2 separate regions of the Zea mays genome follow, and region 1 is linked to region 2. Evidence: chromatin contacts called from public Hi-C data. All regions are on one chromosome and are shown on one strand. The core of a region is the stretch at or near the end of the contact, and the rest is flanking DNA. Distances in the headings are between cores, read along the strand shown. Region 1 holds the start of LOC109939147 (Putative metacaspase family protein). Region 2 holds the start of LOC100282348 (PME/invertase inhibitor-like protein).

The links. A called contact is a pair of places that touch in the nucleus more often than the background predicts.
Region 1: a contact with region 2 is called in a Hi-C map of tassel, with 4 times the contacts expected there. The contact joins the promoter of LOC109939147 here to the promoter of LOC100282348 in region 2. A contact is called at or near these places in 2 of 25 Hi-C or Micro-C datasets (leaf and tassel).

Annotation. Positions count from the first base shown.
Region 1 is chr4:191,815,317-191,819,391 of Zm-B73-REFERENCE-NAM-5.0, reverse strand. It overlaps LOC109939147 (Putative metacaspase family protein), which reads left to right and starts at 1,841. Exons shown (of 2, transcript NM_001349475.1): 1 at 1,841-2,326; 2 at 2,490-3,260. The coding sequence starts at 1,912. The coding sequence ends at 3,124.
Region 2 is chr4:191,677,331-191,681,621 of Zm-B73-REFERENCE-NAM-5.0, reverse strand. LOC100282348 (PME/invertase inhibitor-like protein) reads right to left here and starts at 1,285. Exons shown (of 1, transcript NM_001155260.3): 1 at 524-1,285. The coding sequence starts at 1,179. The coding sequence ends at 622. LOC100282597 reads left to right here. Exons shown (of 18, transcript NM_001155505.2): 18 at 19-310. The coding sequence ends at 141.

The DNA.
Region 1 (4,075 bases), core at 592-3,091, 140 kb before region 2:
AAGGTGATTGATTAGGACTAACAATGTTGGTCTAGGGCTCTAGGCAGTCAATTTATCTTACTAGAGTTTGATTGATATTCAATAAGCAAATTCTCCTGTTGGTTGCTATTAAAGTTGTAAGTTAGAGTTCCTATTGAAAATTCCTGTTAGAGCTGCAGGTTGGGATGCTAGATGGTGGAAAAGATAATTTTACTACAAAATTATATGTTATACATATAAAATTTTATATGACAAAAATTCTTATGGCACACCCTAAGTAAAAACCTAGGTCCGCCATTGTACCTCGGTTCTAATGGTCCGGGCCTTATTCTGATCATGTAGTTGGACCTATTTGTTGGTATCCTTCGAAGGGAGATATCTAAAGCAAGATGTGGATGACTGTAATACCCAAGTTGTCAAAGCAAGAAAGGAGATGTCTTCCCTTACATATATTACTCTCTATCCACTATAACATGTGGGCACCCACATTTAAATTGATCAATTAACTAATGACATCCAAAATAATTTGTGCATCGTGTTTATGTGTTATACATCAAATAATAATAATGATAATAAAAATAGAAGAGTTCCTAAATCTAGCAATTTGAAATGAATAGAATAAGAAATGGAAGAAAGTACTATATAAATATAAAAGAAAATATGTATAAGCAAATAAATGCACTTGTGCATACTGAAATATGAACTTCTATATTTTGGTCCAAGAATGAACTCCGCAACAGAATTTGAGTTTAAATTTGAATTCTAAAATTTGAGAAAAAGAAACCAGAAAAAAAAAAGAAAAAAAAAGAAAGGAAAAAGAGAAACGGCTTGGGCCGACTTCATCACCTTGCCTCGGCGTGGAAGCAAGCTGAAGCTAGGCAAGGACTTGCGTCCTAAGTACACTAATTAATTAGGTCGGCGAGTAATAAGAGCGCTATTGAAGGTAATAAGAATGCACCGGCCGGATCGGATCTGCACACTCGATCGTCATTTCTTGCACGCAATGCAATGCAAGCTCCCCAAGCTAGGATTGTTGTTGCTGACAGCTAAAACTGCACTGTTGTTGACGTCCGTCTCAGCTAGGTAGGTAGCTAGGACGTACGTACGAGCTTTTGCATGTACTCGATGCTAGGCCGTCTCAGCTTAAGTTATAGATGGCCAAAAAGCACGAGGCCCGTGAGCCCGACACGAAGCCCGCTTTTTGGGCCCGGTCCGAACCCGGCACGGTAGAATAAGCGGGCGGGCTTGGACAGGAAACTAGGCACGGCGGGCTAGCCCGGCACGGCCCGTTTACCTCTAAGCCCGTTAAGCCCGGTTTTTTTACACTAAAACGTGCTTACCGACCCGCTTAGCCCGCTTTTTGGCCCGTTTTTTCGTGCTAAACGGGCCGGCCCGGCCCGTTTAGGCCCGCTGCGGGCCGGGCTTGGACAGAAACTTGAGCACGATGGCACAGCAGGCCCGGCCCGGTTTTTGGCCGGGCTTCACCGGGCCCGGGCCGGGCCGGGCCGGGCGGCCCGTTTGGCCATCTCTAGCTTAAGTACAGCACGTACGTCTTTGCCTGGTTCGGGATGAATTTGTGCGTGATGGTTCATGCATCTCATCTTCATCGATCTCACCTGCTGCTGTCTAGCTCCTTGTCCAGTCCAGCTAGCTGCTTGCTTTACTCCAAAGTCCAAAGGCAAATGTAGTCCTTCCCTTAGCTTGCGTCCACAAGCCAAGCAACAGATTAATAACAAGGCAACGCGCGTACTCAACAACCAAAGTAAGCTACTAGCTCGATCGTATCGTACGTACTGTACCGGTTGTTCTTTATATATAATGCATGGATGGAGCTGCGGCGGAGATCCATCTCTCACTCAACCGCGCGCGAAGCACACGAGATAGAGCTGCTAGAGGCTAGAGCAGTAGAGCTAGAAGAGGAGGACAACAACCATGGATGCGGCGGCGGCGGCGGCGGCGAGGGGAGATACGAAGAAGAAGAAGATGCTTGCCACCCTGGTGGGCTGCAACTACGCCGGCACGCCGTACGAGCTGCAGGGCTGCATCAACGACGTCCACGCCATGCGCGCCGTCCTCCTCGCCCGCTTCGGCTTCGCGCCTGCCGACGTCACCGTGCTCACCGACGACCAGCACGGGCGCGGCGGCGGCGGCGGCGTGCTCCCGACCGGAGCAGCCGTCAGGCGCGCGCTGGATGACATGGTGGCGCGCGCGGCGCCCGGGGACGTGCTCTTCTTCCACTTCAGCGGCCACGGCACGCTCGTCCCGCCCGTCGGCGGCGGCGGCGGCGGGCCGCGCCGCCGCCGCGACGACGAGGCCATCGTGCCGTGCGACTTCAACCTCATCACAGGTCCGTGTACATGTCTACGCACGTCCGATCCGTCCAAGCATGGCGGCGAGGCGCCGCGTCGTCGTTTCTGACCTCTGTCTCTGTCTGTCTGTGTGACCTATTACTTATTACTTTTACTACTGATCACATGCACGCAACGTACGCGACGTCGGCCCGCTGGCAGACGTGGACTTCCGGGAGCTGGTGGACCGCGTGCCGCGGGGCGCCACCTTCACCATGGCGTCCGACTCGTGCCACAGCGGCGGCCTCATCGACCAGGAGAAGGAGCAGATCGGGCCCACCGCCGGCGGCGCCGACCGCCCGAGCCTCCCCCTCCCCCTCGGCGCACGCGGCCGGTTCCTCCCGTACGCCGCGGTGCTCGGCCACCTGTCCGCGGCGTCGGGCGTGGCGGCCACGCACCATCACCACCTGCACGTCGCCGACCACCTCCTGGCGCTCTTCGGCGCCGACGCCAGCGCCAAGTTCCAACTCCAGGTCCTCCACCGCCACGGCCACCACGGCGCCGGCGCCGACGCCGGGATCCTGCTGAGCGGGTGTCAGACGGACGAGACGTCGGCGGACGTGGCGCAGGATGACGACGCGGCGCTCGGCGGCAGGGCGTGTGGGGCGTTCAGCGCCGCGCTGCAGGTCGTGCTGGCGGCGCACCCGGCGCCGTTGACAAACCGCGAGGTGGTGTGCCGCGCCAGGGTGGTGTTGAGCGACCAGGGGTTCCAACAACACCCCTGCCTCTACTGCAGCGACGCCAACGCTGACGCACCGTTCCTGGGACAGGACGGCACCAAGGCCAAGAGCAAATGAGCAAGGAGAGGGGTTCCATGCATGCATGATCCACACGCTCGACACTCGCTTGCTTGATCCGCTGCAATTTATGCGTACGATTATTATTATTATTTATTAATAAAATAACTACATATGCGTGTGCGTATGCAGAGAGAAATATGAGCCATGAATGCAGCATGATTATGCCATGACAAATTTATCCTTTTATTGTCTACTATATATCGACTGTACGTAATTCTACGTGCAACTCTATCATCATGTTAAACCAAACAAATACTCCCTCTACTATAGTAAGGGCTTGTTCGGTTATTCCCAATACACATGGATTGGATGGGATTGGAAAAAATTGTGAAGAAGTTTGACTTGTTTGGGATTCAAACTCATCCAATCCCGCTCAATCCACATGGATTGAGAGCTAACCGAACAAGCCCTAAATGGGTGAGGACCATAACCACATAGATATATTATTAATTGTGCCATAACAATGACATGACACTACTAGAGAAAAGATACTAACGGGAGTGAGATGTAAGTCCTCGCACCCTAAGGGCTTGTTTGGAACAAAGGGTATTGGAGGGGATTGAGGGGGCTATAATCCCTTGTTATTTAATTTTGAATAGCAAGGGATTATAGCCCCCTCAATCCCTCCAATACTCTTGTTTCCAAACATGCCCTAAAGTACGCCTACGAAGGCATGGCATCAAAGCCTTAATACATACTCTCTCCGTTTCTTTTTAGTTGTCGCTGGATAGTTCAATTTTGCACTATCCAACGACAACTAAAACAAAATGGAGAGAGTAGCTTTTTATAGAGGTTCACATGGCAACGGCATAATATCCTACATACTCTAGCTAATCATTGATCAATGAACACAAATGATAAAGATATTACAAGCTTCCAACAGTGTTGGGCACCAAGACCTTCAAGATGTGGAGTGTGTTGTGGTAAGTTATGTTACTGCCAACCGGA
Region 2 (4,291 bases), core at 36-2,535:
TGAACAATTGCGCGGCAGGTTGTGCCGGTAAAGAGCGATCTGAGCAATGCTGCAGAGCAGATGCAGGTCACGCTGGCTCCTCGCTCCTTCAGCTCGTTCGATCTCGCCCTGGCTCAGTCCAAGCTTGTAGCGGAGATGTGAGCTAGGCTGGTACACTAGTATACAATACAACGTGTGAAGTGTGGTACACAAATACCAGCAACCACAGGGGTTGCCAAGCTGTTGTTAGCATCTTGAACACATGGCTTTGTATTGTGTATAATGACATGATGCTGATACTAATCTCTATTATATAAAGCACTAGTTTCTATGTTGTCGTGCTCCCACGTATTTAAATGATAAAAAAGCTAAAATTATACACAAATGGATATTCAAACTATGGTTGTTGACTCTAAACCCTTATTCGCGCTCACCTAGCAAGGTCCAACATGCGAGCAATCTGGCAGTGAATAAATAAAAATCACATCAGGTTGGTTTGCTTTGCTTGATACATCAAACAGTAATTAGATAGAATGTCACACCATTTTTAGTTTGTCATTATTATTATTATTCTGAAAAAGGCAGTTCCAGACTGCCAGTACAACAACATTTTCTGCCTACATACTGCACGAAGAAGCCTATTCATCTAGCATACACCGTGCGCAACAGCGCGACAGCGAGCTTGGCGAGCTTGAACACTTGCTGGTTCTCCGCCATCACCGGCGACGCCACCTTGCTCCTCTGGAACCCGTCCTCGCACTCCTCAGCAGCTGACGCGACTTCCTCCAAGCACCTGGTGGCCTCACCCTTCCTGACGCCCCGGACGGCAGCCGCGCAGCCAGTCTGCCTCCGTTCCATGTCGCCGTACAACGCTTGACAGGACCGGAGACAGCGCGTCGTGGCCTCGTCGGCGGAGCCGCCGCTCTTCCGGAGCAGGCCGTTGATCTTGGCCGCCGTAGCGGTGAGGTTGGCCGCGAGGAGGTCAGCGGCAATGGCGGAGTAGACCTGGTAGTCGAGGCAGTGGTCGACGCTCCGGCCATCGGAGCCGAGTGCCGCCAGGCAGAACTGCACGTCGAAGAACCGGCTCCCGCCACCCACCGTCTTGCATACGGGGAGTATGCATGGGACATTCGCGTGAGCGCCGGCGAAGAAGAGAGCCAAGAGCAAGATGGCATTCGCGGTGGCGGCTGCCATGGCCATTTTTCTAGTACTATGTGAGATGGGGATGGGTGGTAGAAGGATTTTATATAGAAAGACTGACTTCAATTGTGTCAGCTGTCAACTAGAATTTAATGGTGCAATTCACCAATTGCCCATTTATGAGCACACATTTTTATATGCATTTGATATCTGAAAACAGGGGTCGATCGCAATAGGTGGTAGAAGGCGTTGACCAGTTGGTTAGCATGCAACGGTGGAACGGCCACCTGTAACTGCCTCCGGCAGCTCAGCATGTGGTCATAGATGTACAAAATATGCAACAAACTTAGGGCCTGTTTGTTTACCCCACAGATTATATAATCTGGATTAAATAATCCTAAGAGTCAAACAAACAGTCCAGCTTATTTATCCAGATTATATAATCTAACCCCTTGGATTATGATAATCCATAAGCAAGTGAGGAGGTGCTTATTTCAGATTATTTTTTTCCCACTTCCCCACTACCCTTTCAAGTTTTCTAGAAATTACCCACCATTGCCATTATAATCCACCGAATCGTTTTTGCGCCTAGTACTAGTCAATTTGGGATGAAGAAGGTGACATGAATGTCTTCCGTGATAATATTGCTAATGCAATATTTGCCAATGTCAATTTAATTATTTTTTTCATATATGAGTTTCAACCTAGTACAAATATAGAGGGCATTCTTGTCTTCCTCATACAAAAGAATCCTATTAACAACTCAAATAATCTGGGTAAACAAACAGGACTACTCAGATTATATAATCCAGATTATATAATCCAGATTATATAATCCTCCAAAAATAATCCAGATTATATAATCCATGGGGGTAAACAAACAGGCCCTTATACTATTCATAGCATACTGTTCATATCTCTAACAACTGGTGCATGCAAAAGTGGAACAATCACTTGTAGTTGTACAATGTTGTCGGAGGAAATGATCCACGGTCCCTGGGACCCACCGATCAGTGATCACGCTAAGGAAAGAGCCCCTGGTCGGTGGACCCGTTAGTCATTCGAAAGAGCTAGGTGCGCCAGCCCTAGAAGGACTCGTCCCTGGTCAAACCCCGTGGTGCCGAGTCCGGGGGTCGGACGTGGTGGAGCCTGACAAGGGAGGACGAGCGGACGGAAGGGAACCACTCGAGTGGATCCCACGCCTGACACCAAGCTACAGCGTGGGCGCCAGTTCGCTTTCCACTCATGACCTACGGACCCCTTAGGTTGCATAGCGCTCATGACCTACAAGCCCCCATACTCGACTACAACACAGACTCGACTCCCGGGACGACCATTCGCTTCGGGAGTCTGGATTTCGGCGTCAATAAAGGAGAGATGACGAGGGCCTTGGAAGCCCTATCTCCCTTGGCAAGTGACTTGCCCGATGTAGTTGGACGTCTTAGTGACCTCCAACTAAACCCACCTTAGGAGAACCATAGGTCGCAGAACTCACCACCACTCGATCGTACTGAGGTAGTGGGAGTATTGGACCACGTCCCAGACTCGTTCCTGGATATCCTCTTGTCAAGGTCGGAAGACGGACTCGCGTCCCCGCCTAGCGAGGCAAGCTGTGACCCTAGTCAGGAATGCCTTGCAGCCAACACCACGGGAGATCATTTCCCCCACGTGGGGAGCCCGGGCGAGAACTCACCCAGCATCATGGAGCGCACCCCGCCTCAGCTCAACCCGCCTCCCTAGGAGCTACCGTTAGGCCTGAGCCTCTCACGGAGCGAGCAACATCCACGACAAAAAGACAAGGAAGCCTACGGGGGGCGACCATGCCAAGTGGGCGATAGCACGCCACGACGATAAAACCCCGTTGTTTCCCTCGAGCGAGCTAAAATGTCGCAACCGCTGCAGCGTTTCTAGACAAGCTCACCAAGGCGGAAACACCAAGCGAATGGAAGGCCCACCAAGAGATTCGAGACCTCCTTGGTCTTGCTGTGTAGCAACAAGCCAAGAGCTCCATGTCCAGGAGTTGTGAACTAGAGACCAACCGCTAAGCCGCATCCACGCCAACAACAAACGATGCCATGTCGCGGCGACCTCTCAAGCTCGAACGAAGCATGGCACGAGTCCCACCTCGTTGCCCCCAAAAGCAAGGTTGAAGCGTGTGGAGTACGCCTAGCCACGGGATGGGGGGGAAGGATGTGACGGGTCGGGTGACTCCCGTCGGTACAAACAACGTCGTGGAGGCCGTTTGGACCCCAATGGGAGCCGAACCTGAGCCCGCTGCCGCCGGGGCCTCGACCCTTTCTGACGAGACCGCCCAATCTATAAAAGCACAAGTACCAAAATCATCTGCTTCCATGGTTGTTTAAACATACTTGAGCCTTTATAGACCCAGTAGACCGCCGAGTATCCCGAAGGACCTCGGTAAATCAACTCACAACCAAGATCGCAGAATAAGTAAATACACATTCACATACTGGAGTTTTGTAGCAGAAATAATATTACAATAAGTTTACCAATAAGTAGATGAGTGTAAGTACAAAACTTGGTTTGAAAGAAATACAACTTCAACAATATAGATATAACCATAGTTTTGAAATACATTGCTAGCCCAGTGACAATCCTCCAGAAAAATCAGAGATGAGATAACTATATAGAAGGCCGAGTCCACCGACACTTATCCACCATCCTCAGCAGGCCTACATCTTCACCGGCAACATGGTGGGATAAATCCTGAGTACTCGAATGTACTCAGCTAGACTTACCCGTCCAAAATCAGGAAATAAGAAAGTAAAAGAAACCAAGGATCATGCAAGGTTTTATCTGGAGCTAGCTCTTTCTTTTGGAAGAGTACATGAAATATAGTAGTTATTATCATCTTATGGGGTATCATGATAAATAGTCATCTTTTAGCAGTTCAGTATTATTACCTATTCTGCTGCAAATCTAGGTTAGCACCTAGCTAGATGACAATTGCCAGTTCACTATGTCTAGTTATAGCTTTAATGATTAATAAAATTCAGAAAGTATCTCATTAAGTAAACAAACAAAAGTACCCCAAACTCTTGATTATAATTATTCATGTCATCATAACTAATCAATATAATCATCCTCAGGATTATAACTATGATGAGATATCTCAAGTCAAGTGCTCACTATCCAGGAGCGATGGCGATTT